Regions from separate parts of the Mus musculus genome. Here region 1 is linked to region 2. Evidence: chromatin contacts called from public promoter capture Hi-C data. All regions are on one chromosome and are shown on one strand. Each heading gives the region's core, a stretch centred on a gene start, on an enhancer-like site or on the middle of the called end of the contact. The rest is flanking DNA. Distances are from core to core; before and after follow the strand shown. Region 1 holds the start of Rrs1 (ribosome biogenesis regulator 1). Region 2 holds the start of Mrpl15 (mitochondrial ribosomal protein L15).

Evidence for each region. Promoter capture Hi-C pulls out the DNA fragments that hold promoters and counts their contacts.
Region 1: a promoter capture Hi-C map of pre-B cells shows a contact between it and region 2. The contact joins the promoter of Rrs1 here to the promoter of Mrpl15 in region 2. A contact is called at or near these places in 2 of 39 promoter capture datasets (pre-B cells and second pharyngeal arch cranial neural crest).

The regions. Positions count from the first base shown.
Region 1 is chr1:9,543,364-9,548,245 of GRCm38.p6, forward strand. It overlaps Rrs1 (ribosome biogenesis regulator 1), which reads left to right and starts at 2,045. Exons shown (of 1, transcript NM_021511.2): 1 at 2,045-4,092. The coding sequence starts at 2,161. The coding sequence ends at 3,258. Adhfe1 (alcohol dehydrogenase, iron containing, 1) reads left to right here and starts at 4,585. Exons shown (of 14, transcript NM_175236.5): 1 at 4,585-4,788. The coding sequence starts at 4,730.
Region 2 is chr1:4,783,275-4,788,176 of GRCm38.p6, forward strand. It overlaps Mrpl15 (mitochondrial ribosomal protein L15), which reads right to left and starts at 2,452. Exons shown (of 5, transcript NM_001177658.1): 1 at 2,299-2,452; 2 at 677-831. The coding sequence starts at 2,403.

The DNA.
Region 1 (4,882 bases), core at 795-3,294, 4.8 Mb after region 2:
CATGGCCACAACTTCAGGAAACTTCTTGATAGAATCAAGGGAGCTTCTAGAGCCAGAAGACGGTTCGATGAGGCAGGCTGTCACGTAGTCTACAGAGGAATAGGGCATAAGTGTCCTGACCCCACTCTCTTCATCTCTTTTCATCTTGTATCACTGTTTCCTGCTGATCAAAAATCAGCTAGAAACTAGTGCAGCTTACATAGTAGAGAGATGGTCTAGAGAAGCAGATAGAAGAGATCCAGGCTAGGATGAAGTAAGGCCACAGCAGTGGGGAGTGAAAGGGCGCAACATACAGAGACAAGCTATCTAGGCTTTGAACTGATGAGATTTGGATAGGGAAAGTCAAAGATGAATTTGCCATCATCCGAGCAAGTTACTAGACTTGAATGATGACCACATCTCCTGGGACTATTGTCTCTACAGTATTCCCAATGGCAGGGTTCCTTGGGCAGCAAAGACAATGAGGAAGAGGATGAGAGGATGGTGGAAGGAGGAGCAACTTTGGAGGAAGCTTTGTGCTGTGTAGATTTTGACATCTGGTCTAGCACCAAGAGGAAAACAAAGAATTATAGTGGCTCCTGCCTGTAATGCCAGAATTTGGGAGGCAGAGGCAAGGGAATTAATTCCAAGACCATTCTTAGCTATATAGCAAACTTAAACCACATTAAAAACAAAAATGATTTGGATGACTCCATATGCAACTAAGGCTAGCCTTGAACACCTGGCCCTCCTGCCTCTTTCTCTAGAGTGCTGGGATTATACACCATACCCAGTTTAGTCTGCATTTTTTAAATGTCTATTTATGGGGGACGGGGAAGGCAGTGAAGGATGGAGATAACAATGATACCTGTATGAAAGCACCATATTGAAAATAATTACTTTGCATTCTAACCAAAAACTTAGTTTAAAAAATGGAACTGGACACTGGATATTGCATGCCTGAAACACTAATGCTTGAGAGAGAGGTAGGAGAATCAAGAAGTTCTCAGTGGTGGTGCACACCTTTAATCCCAGCACTTGGGAGGCAGAGGAAAGCAGATTTCTGAGTTCGAAGCCAGCCTGGTCTACAGAGTGAGTTCCAGGACAGCCAGGGCTATACAGAGAAACCCTGTCTCAAAAAATAACAAAAAACAAACAAACAAAAAAGAAGTCAAGTTCTCTTTCGATGTACAGGGAGTTCAAGCTCGGCCTCCGGTTCATGTGATCTAAACTAAAAAATAAATAAATCAGTAAAAGTCTACTTATGTGACAAGACAAAAAAACCAACCAAACAAACAAACAAACAAAACACTTTTTTGGATGACATTAGATGAACATGTGCCCATTCTAACACCGGACTGAGGTAAAAACCTATAAAAATAGATGGCAGTAAATAGTAAACTGAGATTTTTAACTCCCTAGGCCACCATGACTACTGAATAAAAACTATTTGGTTTTCACTGGATCTTAGCCTTCCTCCAAGCTTATTAACACATTTACCTTTAAAACACTCCTGGATACTACCAGAGTCTCCATCTTCCACGATTTTTCAGGCCTACACAAATATCACAGGAACAAACAATGGCATGGCCAGAATTGGTGCCCAGGCCACGTACAGACAAACTGCAAGCCCTACTAAGTCGCAAAACAATGCCTAACTTGGACAGGTATCCGTGGGATCTGTCTCCGCTCACACCTAGGGCACAGAGAACGGGCTATAACTCTGGGGAAATAATTTGTCTCGCCCCAAACACCTCTGTAATAGATTTACCCATAGACACTGTGGTGTAGACGCTCCATTCGGAAGCTACAATGCAGGCACTTCCAAGAGTTTGAGCAGCCCGCGTCCTACTGCACTACCTCTGCCCCACAGCATGCTGGGAAACGTAGTCCCAACCAGGTCCTGAGCTGGTTAGCCAACCCTCAGCGCCAGTCGGGCCAACATCCGGTGACGAATCCAAGTCCCGCCTCTAAGCCCATCTGCTGTCCAATGCCGCCCTCTGCCGGTCTTTACCTCCCCGCCTAGCTGTGAGCCGCTTCCAGACAACCCGGAAGTGATCTTTCCTCTTCCGGATTACGGGTCCGGACGTCCGCACGTGGTTGCCGGTTTAGGGTGCTGCTGTAGTGGCGATACGTCCCGCCGCTGTCCCGAAGTGAGGGATCCGAGCCGCAGCGAGAGCCATGGAGGGCCAGCGCGTGGAGGAGCTGCTGGCCAAGGCAGAGCAGGAGGAGGCGGAGAAGCTGCAGCGCATCACGGTGCACAAGGAGCTGGAGCTGGAGTTCGACCTGGGCAACCTGCTGGCTTCGGACCGCAACCCCCCGACCGTGCTGCGCCAGGCCGGGCCGTCGCCGGAGGCCGAGCTGCGGGCCCTGGCGCGGGACAACACGCAGCTGCTCATCAACCAGCTGTGGCGGCTGCCGACCGAGCGCGTGGAGGAGGCGGTGGTCGCGCGCTTGCCGGAGCCCGCCACTCGCCTGCCCCGCGAGAAGCCGCTGCCCCGACCACGGCCGCTCACCCGCTGGCAGCAGTTCGCGCGCCTTAAGGGAATCCGTCCCAAGAAGAAGACCAACCTCGTGTGGGACGAGGCGAGTGGCCAGTGGCGGCGCCGTTGGGGCTACAAGCGCGCCCGGGATGACACTAAAGAATGGCTGATCGAGGTGCCTGGGAGCGCCGACCCCATGGAAGACCAGTTCGCCAAGAGGACTCAGGCCAAGAAAGAACGCGTGGCCAAGAATGAGCTGAACCGTCTGCGGAACCTGGCTCGCGCGCACAAGATGCAGATGCCCAGCTCAGCCGGCCTGCACCCTACTGGACACCAGAGTAAGGAAGAGCTGGGCCGCGCCATGCAAGTGGCCAAGGTTTCCACCGCTTCGGTGGGACGCTTCCAGGAGCGCCTTCCCAAGGAGAAAGCTCCCCGGGGCTCCGGCAAGAAGAGGAAGTTTCAGCCCCTCTTTGGGGACTTCGCAGCCGAGAAAAAGAACCAGTTGGAGCTACTTCGAGTCATGAACAGCAAGAAACCTCGGCTGGACGTGACGAGGGCCACCAACAAGCAGATGAGGGAAGAGGACCAGGAGGAGGCTGCCAAGAGGAGGAAAATGAGCCAGAAAGGCAAGAGGAAAGGGGGCCGGCAAGGACCTTCGGGCAAGAGAAAGGGCGGCCCGCCGGGTCAGGGAGAAAAGAGGAAAGGAGGCTTGGGAAGCAAAAAGCATTCCTGGCCTTCTGCTTTAGCTGGCAAGAAGAAAGGAGTGCCGCCCCAAGGTGGGAAGAGGAGGAAGTAGCGTTCTCCCCTCGGGACCAGTTCTGAAAAGCTGGGACTGTACTAAAAGTTAACTTGGGCGGTATAGGTGGCCGCTGCCCTCAGTGACATTTGACATTAAAAGGACGGGTTTGCCTTCCCTCGAGTCAGTGCTGGACGAGTTAATAGAGACACTGACTGGAAATTGGTGTATTTTGAGAATTATAGAAATGATATAGCCAGAACCAGGAATAAGTTAAGGCCTGCCTTTTTATCTTGACTTTGGATACTGCGTTACAGTAGATTGGTTTCAACATTTTTGCATTATTTTTATAACAAAGCTTGTGTATTTATCAAAGCGGGGAGGGCGGGGGAAAATTATATCTACCTGTGATTTGCAAGTATTGTAAATGGATGCAGGTACCTGGTGTTGCTTTTAACTTTTACTGTCGGTAGAGGTTGCATGTGAAGCCAGTAACCTGGGCACCAATATGGAGTGTGCTTGAGAAAAACAAAGTAGTTACAGTGGTTCTAAAAAAGACCCCTTGTTTTAGGAAAACTTTGGCCCTAACTATAATATTAAAAGTATAGTGCTTTTTGGTGTTGGTTCAGGTGGTGCATTTGGCCAATGGATTGCTTTAAGTCCAGAAATAGTTGTCATTTTGTTTGTAACCGGTGGCTTTTGTTTAATTGGCTTGGGTTTTAGATATTGTCAAAATATCTGGCATTCACTATGGAACCAAGGCTGCCCTGGAACTCAGGGCCAAGTGCTGAGATTATAATCGAGCAGCAGATTTCATGTTTATTTCTGTCCTAGATGTTTTTCCCTGTTTCATTGTCTTATTTTGTTCTTAATAAACTTATCTTTGCATAATTAGTATTTGCATTATTTTTGTAAGTTATTAATAGCAATTCTAGAATTGAGGAAGGGGTGTTTTCTTTAAAGCAAGTTGGTCTGTCAGTTGCTAGCAGTTGGGAATTGGGTTGGAGGTTACTCTTAGTGTGGTTTCAGTTTTATAAGGTTACTTGTAGAAATGCAAGGAAAGCTCAACTTGTCTCTTAACTCATGGAAACACTGGATTGTTAGTGACTTTGGGTAAAGCTCTAACTAGGCTCATCTTTACTGAACTCTTCCACTGGAGAAGAACTATAAACTCTTCCAGTTTATAGTTCTAAGTATCCATGAGAACTTTATCAAAGCCAAGCTGTTGACAGCTAAAAGTAACCTCTAGCCCAATTCCCAACTGCTAACAACAGGACTTAACTTTCAGAGATTAATTTGGGGTTTTGGTTGGTCAGTTTGGGGCCTTTTTTTTTTTTTTTTTTTTTTTTTAAGTTTACGAAAAACCCAGTGGGGTTCTTGCCATTGAGACATTTCAGAGTTTCCTGAGAAATGAGCTAAGACTGGGTCAGGTGACCTTGCATTGGAGGCAGAAGTTTTCCTCCTGGAGTCCAGCAGCGACCGGATTGGCTGTTAGTGGGGGTGGAGTAGGCGGCGAACAAGGAGAACTGCCATGGCTGCAGCTGCACGCGCTCGAGTCACACACTTGCTGAGGCACCTACAAAGCACAGCGTGAGTACAGGCTGCACTGAGGGTGCCTCAGTGCTCGGCAACCCCGCGTGCACCCAGCTGGGCAGGCAGTCATCATCGGGATACTTTACAGAAT
Region 2 (4,902 bases), core at 1,202-3,701:
TATATATGGGGATGTTTGTGTATATGTATCTAAATATATCTATATTTCAAATATATACCCATTTAAAAAGGTAATATACAGGCTGGTGAGATGGCTCAGTGGTTAAGAGCACCGACTGCTCTTCCAAAGGTTCCAAGTTCAAATCCCAGCAACCACATGGTGGCTCACAACCATCCGTAACGAAATCTGATGCCCTCTTCTGGAGTGTCTGAAGACAGCTATAGTGTACTTACATATAATAAATAAATGAATCTTTAAAAAAAAAAAAAGGTAATATACATGGAAATAAAAATACATATGGCAAGATACATTTACCTTTTATATATAAATATAGATACAGATATATATAGATATATATAGATATGGAAAGATACATATACATTTTTCAATTGTTAATCATCTAAGGAATTATGACAGCAAGCACTATCATCAGCATGTTGTTGGTCTGAGTAGACTCTGTACAAATGTGCTTTTCTGGGGGCATAGTCATACAGTGACACAGACAATAGAGGGTAAGTTACATTACTAAAAATTATTCAAAGCAACAGTACCATAAGTGTGTTCCTAAATAAACATAAGGTATCTACCAAATTACTTGTGTACTTCTTAGTGGAAATTACGATTTGTACTTAAAAAAAACAAAAAACAAAAAACAAAAAAAAAAAAACAACCTTACCTATGTCCTTCATTAAATCCATATTTTGGGATTCGTATGTAAAATGGAGTCTGCCCTCCCTCAAAGCCCAGCCTTGGCCGGGTTCCTCTCTGCCTTTCTCCTTTATGGCCTCTGCCACACTTCCTACCTCTTCTCCGATCTCTTGGACGTCTTTCCTACAAGAAAAAGTGAGTTTTAAGATCTTCAGATACATTTCTGAAAACTGTCTCATCTCATAGCATATTCCATATTAATGCTGTTTATCCATTGCACCAGAGGTAAAGTACCGTGTGCCAAGCCCTGCTCTAGCTGCGTGCTCATCTTTATACTCCACCAACATAGTTCTCTCAGAATGTAGCTGATCCTAGTAACCAAAATACAAGGTGAAACACAGGGCAAAGTTCTAAGGAAGGGATGGGATCCAACAGGAATAACAAGCTCTACAATAAGCTAGGTCCCTGTAGTGATTGCTATCTGCTAGGTTGAGGCAGGAGGATTCAAAGTTCAAGGCCTGCCTAAGCTACAAAAAAAGGGCAAGGCCAGCAACCCCCAATTTTCTGAGAGTCTGTCTCTGAATAAAGCATTTAAAAATCGGGAAAGGGAACCAGATGTGGTGGCGCATGCCTTTAATCCCAGCACTCGAGAGGCAGGGACAGGAGGATTTCTGAGTCCGAGGCCAGCCTGGTCTAAAAAGTGAGTTCCAGGACAGCCAGGGCTCTACAGAGAAACCCTGGGGGGGGGGGGGGGGGGGGGCGGTGAGAGGGCATCGGGAAAGGGTTTGGGATTACAGCTCAGTGGTATAGTGTGCTTGAACAAACAAGCTAAGGGCCTAAATTTAGTCTTCAGGAAAAAGCAGCTGGAACGGAAAAAGAAAATCCTAGAACTAAACAGCCAAAACGAGGCTTGAGTGACATTAAATGTTTTATTTTTAAATTAATCGTAAATATGTAATTAGATCACATATGGCTAAGGAAAACTCCAATTTTTGCTAGGGACACATTCTAATTTCCTAAATTCCTAAAAGATAAGCTCCTGGCAACTTGTCCCCCTCCACAGAATTGTAAAACTGATGTGAAATGATTAATTGCTTCGGTAAAGTTCCTCATGTAGCTGTAAGTTCCCCAGAAATAAAGTAATTGCGACCTTTCAAAGCCCTCCACCTTCTACCCCTTTAACCTGGGCCTAAGGGGAATTGTGGTTGGCTGCACTATAACATTAAAAAATTGGCTAATTACAACTGGATAGAGTCGGGTAGTCTTTCGGTGTTCTCTAACTCCGTAACATCTTTCCCTTAATTGACTTTGTCAACCGCCCCCCCCCCTAAAAAAAAAGCCGTATATTAAGTTACTGTAAAAGCCGAGCAGCCGACCCACAACAGTTTTCTAGTTGCACCCTGGGTTGCACATTGGCCAGCTGGAATGTAGAAAAAACACTGGGATTTTTATAACGACGATAGGCACTTGCTAAGCAGTTCAGTTTAAACGCAATTTTGGATGAATCGTCTGCAGTTCCCGAGTGTGTACCCTCCGCCTGCTTAGCATCCTTAACACTGGGCGCACGCGGAAGGGAGCCAGGCGCCCGCACGCGTCCATCGCCAGAGTGACGCGGCCCCTGCACTCCCCGCACCGCCGCCAAGCGTTTACCCGTTTTCTGGAGTTAGGACTGGGCTTCAGGTTGGCCAGGCTCACTCTCGGCAAGGACCGCAGCAGGTCCAGGCTGGTCCCGCAGCCGCGCGCCGTGCCAGCCATGACCCGCGGTGCTTCAAGGGCGCCCAGGAAGCGGCGTAGACTCCGCGTTGCTTTACGGCTCCGCCCGGCCCCTGTCGCGCTGCAGCGGCCGTACTGCCCCGCCCCTGTCGTGCTGCAGAGCGACCGCATCCGCGTCGGTAGGCTATGTCTTCCAGCTTCCAGGCTTGATGTCTTTTTACTTCGGGGAACTGCATCAACTTTTGTGAGATCATGCTTTATCCTCTGGCTTTGGTACCATTTTGTGAACGAAAACTGTTCTCTTCTGCCCTGTAATGACTGAACACGCTGTACGGTAAAAGTGGGGCCTCATGAAGCGAAAAGTAATCCAAAATGATGTGAACAGGTTCAAGCTTTGAGACTCTGGTAATTCAACTGTTACAGTGCCTGGCTCTAGAATTAATTGTCTAATTAGGTTCAACCTAATAGCGTGCCTTGCAGTTAACGATGGGGGGTGGGGCATACTTAGCTCCTGGGGTATGCCAGAAACTGAGTTAAAGTTAGCCTTACTAGATTCATATAAACAACCACGCTAGAAGCGAGGTGTGGTTTTATGCCTATCAGATCGACCCAGCTGTCACAGCAGATGGTATAGATAGGATTCAAAGCTAATGAACTTAAACTGCCAAACATATATTTAACTCTCCAAATTAAATGATTTTTAAAACTTGTCTTAATACAAGTAATATAGAAAACAATGTGTTCATTTTTATATTCTTTTTCCGTTCCACTGTCTTGCTGGAGAATTGCTCCTACCAAGCTCTATCAGTTATATAGTGAAGGTGAGACAATTTAATAAGCAGCTGTTTCTAACTCAAATAAACCTTTATTTTTATTTTATTGATTCATTGTGAATTTCACATCATACACTCCAGATCCACAATCCCTCCGTCCTTTTTGCCCTTGCAAACCCCCCCCCCCCCAAAATAAAAATAAAGTTTAGGAAACCTCATCGTGAAGCTGTCGTGTGTCACAGTGTGTCCTACAGTATACCCTTTTGTCCATACATTATTACTTGCAAATGTACATTGCAATGAGTCATTGGTCTGGTTCTAGGTCTCTGGCTTCTGCTACACCAATATTGGATCCTCACAGGGACTCTATTCGGTTATCCTGCTATTGTCCTAGGTCACTGAGATCCTGCAGCTCTGGATCAGCAGGACTAGCTAGCCCTTTCACATGTTCCAACAGGTTACACATAAGGTAGATATCGGGGTGAGCTACTCAAAACCATGGATTTGGGCCTGGGGCCAGAGCCTGCTGGTCATTCAACATGGAAACCACGACTTGGGGTATGAGGATGATTATAGGAAAGGCAAAAAGAAGATGGAAGAGACAGATATGGGAGGGCTACAGGTCAATACCACCACTAGCAGCAAGTTTACTTTCTCAGTGTCTTTTAAAGGCTAGCAACAGAAAGCATGACCAATTCCAGGAAGTTAAACAATGAACATGAACATTTATGTGATAAGTGTATGGTACACACTATCCATGTTTGACTAAGGCCATTTCCTTCAGGCTTGGACAGTCTCTCAAGGACATATGTAAAAGCAGAGGAACTTGGCAGGATATAATGCATGTCTTAACTAAAAGCAAAAGCATGTTAGCAGACTCATTCATGATTAATTACAAGCAAGAACTCAGCCAACATTAACTCTGGAAGTGCTCCCCACATGTCCCCTTTTTATCTATGCAAGCCAATGAAATTGAGGAAAGCCAAAATACTGTGTTGCATTTCTTGTAAGGATACATTTTCTTTATTGTATGGTTTATGTGATGTCACTAATATTAATCAGTCATAGTGGAAATGGTCTGTAGCCAATTGTATGCTGTTTGTCCCATATGCAACATAGTAAGCATAGAAAACTATGAGAATGAATTGAAGAGTGCCACAGACTCTCTTTGGTCACTGTCTGTGTGGAACAGGTCTCTGGTTGCAGGTGGACAAGGAGTTGGCAGGAATTGACAGACTCTACACAAGGGAGTGTGGATCTGAATGTAATTTGTCAAATTGAGCATCAAACTTTTTATACAGAAGAAAATAGGGAAGTTGTGTGACACACCTGCAAGGTACAAAGAGGCTACTGGATTCTTACAAAAAACAGGAATGCAAACACAGAAGGACTGGCAGGAACCAACTGGGATAAAATTCAATGTTAACAACTGGGATCAAAGGCAGAGGCAGGCAGATTTCTGAGTTCGAGGTCAGCCTGGTCTACAAAGTGAGTTCCAGGACAGCCAGGACTACACAGAGAAACCCTGTCTCGAAAAAAAAAAAAAAAAAAAAAACAAACAACTGGGATCAAAAACAGCTCCATCTAAGGTCCACTTAATTTTAGAAGCCAGGGGCAAGGGCTTTGTGGCCTTGCCATAGTTCCTACTCTAGTCTATTGTATAGTCCACCTTCCCCCTAGGCCATTGTAAATACTTGTGTATGGGTGTAACTCAGCTATCTATAGTTCTAAGTATCTACTCTGGTTCCTTTTTCCTAGATAATGGTAA